Linked DNA regions of Zea mays: region 2 is linked to region 1. A link is a contact called in public Hi-C data. All regions are on one chromosome and are shown on one strand. Each heading gives the region's core, a stretch centred on a gene start, on an enhancer-like site or on the middle of the called end of the contact. The rest is flanking DNA. Distances are from core to core; before and after follow the strand shown. Region 1 holds the start of LOC100281696 (EDS1-like protein). Region 2 holds the start of LOC100283225.

Region 1 (4,604 bases), core at 287-2,786:
GTGACCTTTTTTTGTAGTGTGTCACCAGGTGTCCGGATGCAAGGATGTTGTTTTGGATCCTACATTTCTACCTTCCAACTTTTCAGTACTGCAAATATACTCATGATGTTAGCTGACTCAGTTGAACAAAGGACCTGGCAGCGTGCCCCCAACCCCACCCTCATCTATTTTCCTTCTATTACTTTGCTTTGTTTTTGTTTCAGTTGCATCAATCGACTCCTCAAGCTGTATTCCATCATCTATACAATTGAAATTTGTTATTGCATCAGTGTGATTTTTGTCAGATGACAGCTAATGAAAGTCACACAAACAAAACTATGAACCTATAAAAATCAAGCGTCTTAGATTTTGAAACAGTACGAGAAGTAAATATATTTACATAGAAGTTATTTTCTGGGAATAGTAATCTCTCCTAAGTGGGGGCGATTTTGTCCCGTCAAACGTGATGTAAACAAAAGGTTTGAACTTTCAAGAAATATTATGAAAAGACCACATCACTTTATTAGTTGTGAGCAAAGTTAGTGTGTATCATCGAACTACAACCACAGTCGTTTAAATAAAGTTAGTGTGTCCCAACGAAGCAAATGTTTTGCACAAACAATTACATATTGTATCATTGACATATGTTTCCAGAAAACTCCTGTATCAAGTTTTCCCCAGTATGGGCCAGATTAGAGGCCACATCATCTATTTGTTCATCCTACACGACAATATTTTCTTTTTACATAAGTAAGTACTTACACGAAAAGATATTTTTTGTTGTAAAATAAATAAGTACAACACGTCAAGTCAAAACGTTATATTCACCACAGGTCCACATCCACTGAATCTATCTAAAAAACTTTGCAAATTCCTAAACACAATTTTCATACTATGTATCTGCTTCCATGTATATAAATAGACCTATATATTGCTTATATAAATATACAATGCCATTTTTGCTTACTGTTTACATATCCAATTGATTGTTTAAATAAACAATTGTCAGAACGCTCGCGCAAAGCGCGAGCAAGCTACTAGTGTTGATTATTGAGCGTGCATAGTTACCTGGTCCTTCCTTGCGTCGCCATTTGCATGAAGCCATGGTCATATGTGTTAGTTTTTTCTTGTGTCGCCATTTGCACGAAGCCATGGTCATATATGTTTGTTTTTACATAATTACTGTACACTAACATTTTATTGTATCGTCATTGCAACGTACGAACATTGTACTATATTATATATTTTATCGTCAATATAATATTAGTGTTGCGATGATATTTTACCACATAGAATTTGCAAGTTATAGTAATATTTTTTGTTCTGTATCTATATTTTATACTAATTTTTAACTATCGTGACCATGCACCTGGTAGCACCTGCAAGTTATAGTAATATTTTTTGTTCTGTATCTATATTTTATACTAATTTTTAACTATCGTGACCATGCACCTGGTAGCACCATGTATCCTATTATTCGGCTCTTCCAACGAACTCTTCTCCTCTCTCTCAAGTCTTCGCTCTTCCATATCGGCACGCTCCCAGGTCCCAGCACTGCTGACAACCTCCTCCTCCCTCTCAGCTCCACGCCCCTAGACCCAGCACCACCGGCGAGCATCCCCTCCACGCCTCTCACGCCGGCCTCTAAGCTCTCCACTTTGACTCTTCCCAGTCCGGCCCAACCCCTCCCGATGCCGACGGACTCCGCGCCGCCGAACGCAGCGTCGCTGTCCGAAGACGACCGACTGCTCGTCGCCCACTGCGCCACGCTCTCCTTCCCCTCCAGCTCCCCCACAGCCGCCGCCGCCACTACCCATTCCGCCTCCTCCTTCCAGGTACACCATGCGTCCCACCCCTACCCCTGCGCCGCCTTCGTCTTCCCGCCCTCCTGGTCCGCTGCCGACTGGATGGGAGGCGATGGCGGCCATCCGCCGTTCGGGGACGCCGAGGTGGACCCGGCCCTGTTCCCGTCACTCCGCGCTGTCGGGAGCGGCATCCCCGCGCGCACCAACGCCGCCTTCCTCGGGAACTTCCGTCGGCTGCTCGACGGATCGACGCTCCAGTCCGAGGTAGCATCTATTTGAATTTTTGTGACCAGATACTGTTGCTGCTAAAGGAAATTATATTACTTGTTGCACAGTTATTTTGCACAACAGTCGTTGCCCTAAGAGCGTAGTTTTGAAACTTGTTTCCTTCCCAAAACACTTAGAGCATATTTGGGAGTAAGGGGAATGGAAGTGATTGGAGGGGCTAAAATTGTATCGCTATTCAAATTCTCCCAAACAATCCTTATGAATGTATGGGGATTGGAGGGAATCGATCCCTTGCTAGTCAAAATTAAATAGAAGTGATTATATGCCCCTCAGTCCCTCCAATCCCCATGTACACAAACAAGCCCTAAGTATACATGGGTTAAAGTTTTAAGATCAAGGTGTGTTAGGCCATGTTTGAATGCACTAGAGATAATAGTTAGCTGCTAAATTAGTTGAATACATGCAAACAGTCTAGCATATTAACTAATAGTTAGATAGCTATTTGTTAGCTAGATAATTCCACTAGTTTTTTTAGCCAACTAACTATTAGCTCTAGTGCATTCAAACATCCTCTTAAAGATCCAGTGGCTGCCGTTTCTGCTGTATTGAAATATTCCCTCATCTAGTAATGCAAGGCATGTTGTAGAATGAGGAAGTCATCAAAAAGTAGATTTTGACCATTGATTCCTCATCGACCGAATTGTTAATTGCTACAAATCAACAAGCATTAGAAGTATTTTGCTGACACATTTTTTATACATGCAACATGGATGCAGTTTAAAGAAATGTTGGTCAATATTTGTAAAGTTTGACTTTCTAAAAACAAAATATTGTACACCTTATTTATGAACAGAGGGAGTATCAAATATGTCTGGTCATGTATTAGTATGTTGGTTGATATTGAGCTAGTCAGCAGTATGAGATTGGAGATAAAGCTATACTTGTGTGTTTCCTTTGCTGTAGTGGATGCCACCAAGCGTATGTTTTCTGGCTGGTCTTTGACATGATGTTTCTTTAGCAAAATTTTGATTTCACCTATTGTTGTTGGAGAAAAAAGAAAGAAAAACATTTTCGCTCACATTAAATAACCCAGATCTCTTGACACGGACAGGATAGCAGAAACCGTAAAAAAAGTCACGCAGTTGCAAATAAAGCAGCCAGTCTGAGTGAAACATATTTATATAATTACATCTCATAAAACGGTGGCGCAGCATGTTTGCATCTAGGTAAGTTACAGCCATGTAGGTAGAGTATGCAAATATGTTAGCAAATATTCAATTTTTCCTGTCCTTTTTTTTGTGTCACTTGAGCTTATAAAATACATAAGGGGAGGTGATGAGATTCCAGGAACTAGTAAACGTTCAGACAGGTAAGTTCCGTAGCATATTCATAACATTACCACTTTGATGCTCCAGCTCCAACCATCCTGGTGCTTAGTGTTTCATGTGTCGTTTTTATGATATATTGCATTATTTGACATATACACAAAAAATTCATGATTTCTGTTCCCTTCCACCTTTCTTATGGGTGATCTCCATAGTTCCGTAGCATATTTCATAACATTACTATTTCTATACCATGGTGTATAGACTATTGATGTTCCAAATTGAAAATGGTAGTCTTCAAATTATAAATTAGATATGGATTTTGGTTTTACTCTGTTTTCAACAAAGGAAACATAAAGTGTAATTATTTCCTTGCAAATACAGGTATCAAGAGCTGTTGCGGAGGAGAAACGTGTAGTATTCACAGGCCATTCATCAGGAGGTTCAATAGCCACACTTGCTGCTATATGGTTTCTTGAGAAGTGCACCAGACGAGGAAGTGTTAATCAAGCACATCCATTTTGTGTGACCTTTGGGGCTCCCCTTATTGGAGACAATATCTTCAATCATGCTGTTAAAAGAGAGGGCTGGTCACAGTGTATTTTGCATTTCCTTCTTCCACTAGACATTGTCCCACGCATACCACTGACTCCACTTGCATCCTTCAGAGAAGAAACTCAAGCTGTTCTGGATCGGTTATCTTCTCAGACGCCAAACAACTCTCCTGCTGGGAGGTCCCTTGTTATACCTGAATATTATGAAACTTTATTGAGAAGCACACTATCTATTGCCAGTTATGAGGCCTGTTCTTTCATGGGATGTACCAGCTCCATCCTGGGGACATTGACTTCTTTCATTGACCTCTCCCCTTACAGACCTTGTGGGACTTATCATTTCTTGACAAGCAGTGAGCAATTGATTGTTCTCGCAAATTCAGATGCTGTACTGCAGTTGTTATTCTACTGCCTTCAGTTGGATCCCCAGCAACAACTGCTTGATGCTGCTGCTAGAAGCTTAAGTGCTCACTGGCAGTACGAACCAATTAAATACTGCATACAGGATATAGTTTGTGTGGATTACCTGGGAACAATCTCATCAGCTGTTCCTGGTAGGCAGGCAGGCAGAGTGGCCCTTGGAAGCATTGAACTGGTAATCAACCCCCCCCCCCCCCCAACACACACAACTCCTTTATTTGGCAAGTATTTTGCTTTTCCTTCACAGTACTGATCATGCGTTCATCTCGGGAAGTCAGTCTTGATAGTTGCAA
Region 2 (4,715 bases), core at 1,476-3,975, 220 kb before region 1:
AATTTAAATTTGAAAATATATTAACTACGAACTTATAAAAAGTACTGATTGGCACACATCACATGAAGTTCATGCTACAGATATCTGTGTGCATTCGGTAAAAGGCATAAATGACTACAGAAAAGCAATTGAAGCAACTTCACATCAGTAATTGCAATATGTTAATGAAGAATGGGCATTCCCTTAGTCTTATACAATACAGACATCAGATTAGATGTGAGGATATCTCAGACATTACTCATAATGGCAGATTATGCAGTCATTTTGCAGCACATGGAAGTTGTTCCAAAGGAATTATAGCCAAATATTCACCTTCCTAATGCCGGACAGTGTAATACTAAAAGTTGAATAAAAAGTGATTAATTTAAACATCTTTCATGTATCACGATGCATGAGATCAAGTAGAACGAATGTAAGGCAGATACTCTATGTAATAAGGATCAGGACCTTCTGGTGATCACCGGATGTGTGGTGAGCAATGTCATGCTCAAGATAAGTACCGAATCTAGCATAATAAGTCTGTTTCATTATTTGCAACTGTGATGGTGTCCTGGAACATATAATCTCAGTGGCTGCTCTCAGATCCATAGTGTCACCATTTAGAGCTTCTCTCAAAACAGTTGCATCACGTCCAGCAGGATCAAGAATCCACAGCGACATAGCTTTCTAGAGCGACATGAAACGAAGTTAAAATATTAAAATACTGATTTTGATAAATTAAACATAAACTCATGATTGAAGCAGCACAAGTTCACATTTTTAGCTAATTGATTCAAATCATCAGTTCTCATTGGTGAATATGTGGTACAGTTGAATAAACATATTGTTACAGCTAGGTTATCGATTTGATTATTTAATAAAGAGAACAATCCTTCAAGAACTTTTCATGCCTTGTGGTTTCCACTGAGTTCAGATGAAATACGGTGGGAGAGTTCCTCATGATACATAGCCCTGTATTCCTGTTGAATGAGTCCACGCTGCACCGAATCGCGATGAGTAAGTATGTTTATCACTGTTGTACTGTCACATCCAAACCCTGGACAACCATCAACCAAGGCACAATATAAAGAAAGTCAGTGTGTTTAGTGACCACCTCCTGCAAGTCAGTAATGGGAAAAGGCTTTGATATTTAAGTAAAAGCATAAAAGCATGCACAACACTCAATTACTGGAAATCAATTACATGTCTAAGTTCAACAATTCATGCTAACTTGTAGACAGCAGTTGTCGCCATTCAAGCATATCAAACCAAACTCACTGTAAACAACAATTTTGAATCTTGTTGATAAAAATATAAGAGATCACATAATCACATTTTTATATAAAGTTACAATAATGGTAAAATTCACATCTCTAAGCCATAAAATGTCAAAAATACTAAGGGTCTGTTTGGTTCGCGCCCTCCCTAGTTTGTCCTAGTTTGCCTAACTTTTTTTCCCTAAGGTTAGTTCTTTAATTTGGCCGACTAATCTAAGACAAATTATGGCGCAACTAGCCAAGAATCAAAATAAGCCCTAAACAGAAAAGAGCAGAGGGGTTATACATGTCAGTAACAAATAAATTCCTCCAAGTCTAGAAGCAGTTGAACTGGTTTTTTGTCTTTTGTTTGGGCAGTTGGTGCGGTGCACTCTTAAGATATTGTTTAGTCATAAATATTAGAGCATGTAAAACAACACCATGCTTTCTTTAAAAAGAAATTCTAATATATGTGAAACTTATATGTGAGCCTTATAGTTACTATGCATTTCACTCAGCCACTGTATACTAATAGACATATGGTCTATGGCGCCTACACTAACAGAATTGTGCTAGTTGACCCAAGAACAGACTATTCAAGGCTGGAACTCACACGTGGATTGCCCTTATATTAATCCACTACACACTTGACCTCAAATTGTAGTTGTAGGCAGATAAAACAAAAAAAATGTCTTGATCACCGCAATAACTTCATCCGTACTCAGCGTAGCGTGTGGCCGTGTAAAACACTGTAGACTGCACAGTTGAGTTTGGAGTAGGGGTGAGATAAGAAGAGGTGGAATGGGAAGGCTGTTTGAAGTAGGGAGTGAGATAAAGAGGTGAAATAGGGAGTAGCCTATGTAAAGCCTCTAATAACCAGAACCCTCCTCGACCACCTGCCCATCTGCCATCTGAACTCAGTCCAGCCAGCCCCCTGGAACAGCGAACTCTGCTACTCTAGCTTCGTCCAGCTCCCGGACACATCCCCGAAATCGCATGCGCGGAAGGCAACCGCCACGCAACCAAATAACAACGGCGCTTTCCGCCCCCGTATCAATTAGCATAATCCCCTGTTCATTCAGCCACGATATGTGACCGAAAACGAAAACCGAACAACAGAGCCGTGGCGGACCCCGACGAAACGTGGGGCAGACGGAAATTTGAGCTGGAACCCGAGGGGAAAGTAGCGCGCACCTTTGAAGGCCTTGTGGAGGTCGATGGCGTCCTGGCGTGGGTTGGGGGGCGCCGGCGGCAGGGTGAGGCTCGCCATCGCCGGCAGTCGCTGCGCGTGCGCGCTGCCCGCGGTTCGATTTGATTCGGCCGGCTCGGTGGAGGAGAAAATTGGATTTATGCCATTATCAAACTACGGATTCGCTCGAATGCCATTATGAGAACACGCTTCGTTATTACGCCATTTTCAAACACTGGATTACAGATAAAATGCCATTTAGGGGGTTATTTGATAAAGTATCAACTAATTGGACTATTTTACCCCTAAACTAAAACAGCTCCTCTCTGTTCTCTGTCTCTCGCGTTTTCTCCTCCTCTCTGTACCGCACCACACCAAACCAGGCTCCTCTCTGTTCTCTCAGCCATTATCTCCTCCTCTCATCCTCTCCCACGACAAGCACAAGGCAAGCTCCTGCACGCACCAGGCAAGCTCCAGCACGCACGCACCAGGGCAAGCTCCAGAAATTCAGAACTGAATGAACAGCGAGGGGCAGGGAAACATCAAAGTGAAAAAGTAGTCGATCTTAACTGAATGAACACAGTTTAAGAAATTCAGAACACAGTTTCCCATTCTTAACTGAATGAACACAGTTTCAGAAAGAACACAATTTATCTGATAGCATAACAAGGTTCAAAATAACTACGATATCCATCCAAATATAGTTCATCTGATAGCATAACAAGGTTCACTTCTAACACTAGCTTACTAAAATCTTAGATAACATAGAAATCAGCAGGTTATTACAATCTTGTCACATTTTCTTCAGCTTCCTTGGTGTGAGCTTCTTCACTAGCATCTTCTTAGGAGTTGTAGTCTTGGGAGGTGACTGGATATCAATCTGTCCATCTCCCAGTAGCATAGCAAGCCGACTGAAAAAAATAAAGACCAGTAATTTAATGAGACAACAATGACTTGATGCAACATAATCGTAATGATATGTTTACCTCCTAGTGACTCTGATTGGGCTGTCCTGTAAAATAGACTCCCTTGTTGGTGTAACCGGAAGAGAAACTTCGAGTTGGACATCAGCTTCAGTTTGGACAACACCATGATCTTGAACACTTTCAAGTTCGACATTAGCTTCACCTTGGACAGCACCTTGACCTTGGACACTTCGTTGAAGTCGAGTTTTGGGGATTTTGGCATTATCCCCATACTTTGTTCTATTCATGCGAGGCTTTCTCTTCCTACAAGTTGGACAGCACAGTTAGATACAAATATAACAGTGCACACGTTCAAATTAGACATTTCATCACTTACCTTTTCTTTGTTCCGTTCAATGGGCACTTGTAGCTAGTTTCACTGTGACCTAATTCTCCACATCTTTTGCACTTTCTTTTGCCTCTAATCATCTTCCTTTTCCCCTTCTCAGATTGGTTTGAACCCTCCATGTCAGCTTCTAGTACTGCATTCTTGTCAGCTTCCTTGCCTTTCTCTGTAGCTACTTTTTTCCCTTTGCTATTCCCACCTTCCAAACAACTCTTAATTCTTAGTTTCTTATACCTTCCTTTACCTCTCTTGTCAAGTGGTGCAGCAACCGCATAGGGCAGATCCACTGTTGGCCATTGAGACTTATCAGGTAGTGGTTCAATTATTCTCTTATATGCATTTTTGAACCTTTGTACAGAGTAGAATTCATGCACAAAATCTTCCAATTCGACATCCACACTCTCCTGTGCTGTAATCAAAGCCAATGCATGTGGACAAGGTTTGCCGGTGTGCTGCCACTCTAGGCATGTACACTCATGCAAGTATGACTTCACTACATGTCTGTTGTGAGTGTTTGTGTTGTCCTCAACCTGTGCAGAGAAAAAACCAGCCTTTGTCACTGATAGATGCCCTAGGCCTCTGGTCCTTGCCTTCAATTGTTGTAAAACAGCAGGTAAGATCTTCCCATTAAGTTTATCTCCAATTCTTCTCCTTTTCTCCCACAACACCATTATCATCTCCCTACACTTGTCTGCAAGCTCAACAACTGGAAGGTCCTTCCAATCTTTAATCCAGTTGTTGAAGACTTCAGCTAGATTGTTGGTGACATAATCACACTTGATGGCAGGATTAAACTGACTCCTCCTCCATTTCAGCTTGTGGTAAGTATCTAGCCATTTCTTTACATCTGGGGAAGCTTCCACAACTTGATTGTAAAAGAATTGTGAAACTTCTGACCTATATGCCCTAGCTGTAGGGTACATCTTAGAGAATATGTCACCTCCAAACCTCTTAACAAAATTCTGCATTAGATGCCTAAA

What was found. Hi-C and Micro-C count contacts between places; a contact is called where the count stands out from the background.
Region 2: a Hi-C map of leaf shows a contact between it and region 1, with 8 times the contacts expected there. The contact joins the promoter of LOC100283225 here to the promoter of LOC100281696 in region 1. A contact is called at or near these places in 5 of 25 Hi-C or Micro-C datasets (bundle sheath, ear, leaf and 1 more).

What each region holds. Positions count from the first base shown.
Region 1 is chr2:183,659,497-183,664,100 of Zm-B73-REFERENCE-NAM-5.0, reverse strand. It overlaps LOC100281696 (EDS1-like protein), which reads left to right and starts at 1,536. Exons shown (of 3, transcript NM_001154616.2): 1 at 1,536-2,048; 2 at 3,722-4,486. The coding sequence starts at 1,671.
Region 2 is chr2:183,877,517-183,882,231 of Zm-B73-REFERENCE-NAM-5.0, reverse strand. It overlaps LOC100283225, which reads right to left and starts at 2,725. Exons shown (of 7, transcript NM_001156127.2): 1 at 2,430-2,725; 2 at 891-1,036; 3 at 448-666. The coding sequence starts at 2,505. It overlaps LOC103647399, which reads right to left. Exons shown (of 4, transcript XM_008671942.2): 2 at 3,727-4,715; 3 at 3,411-3,653; 4 at 3,008-3,335. The coding sequence ends at 3,218.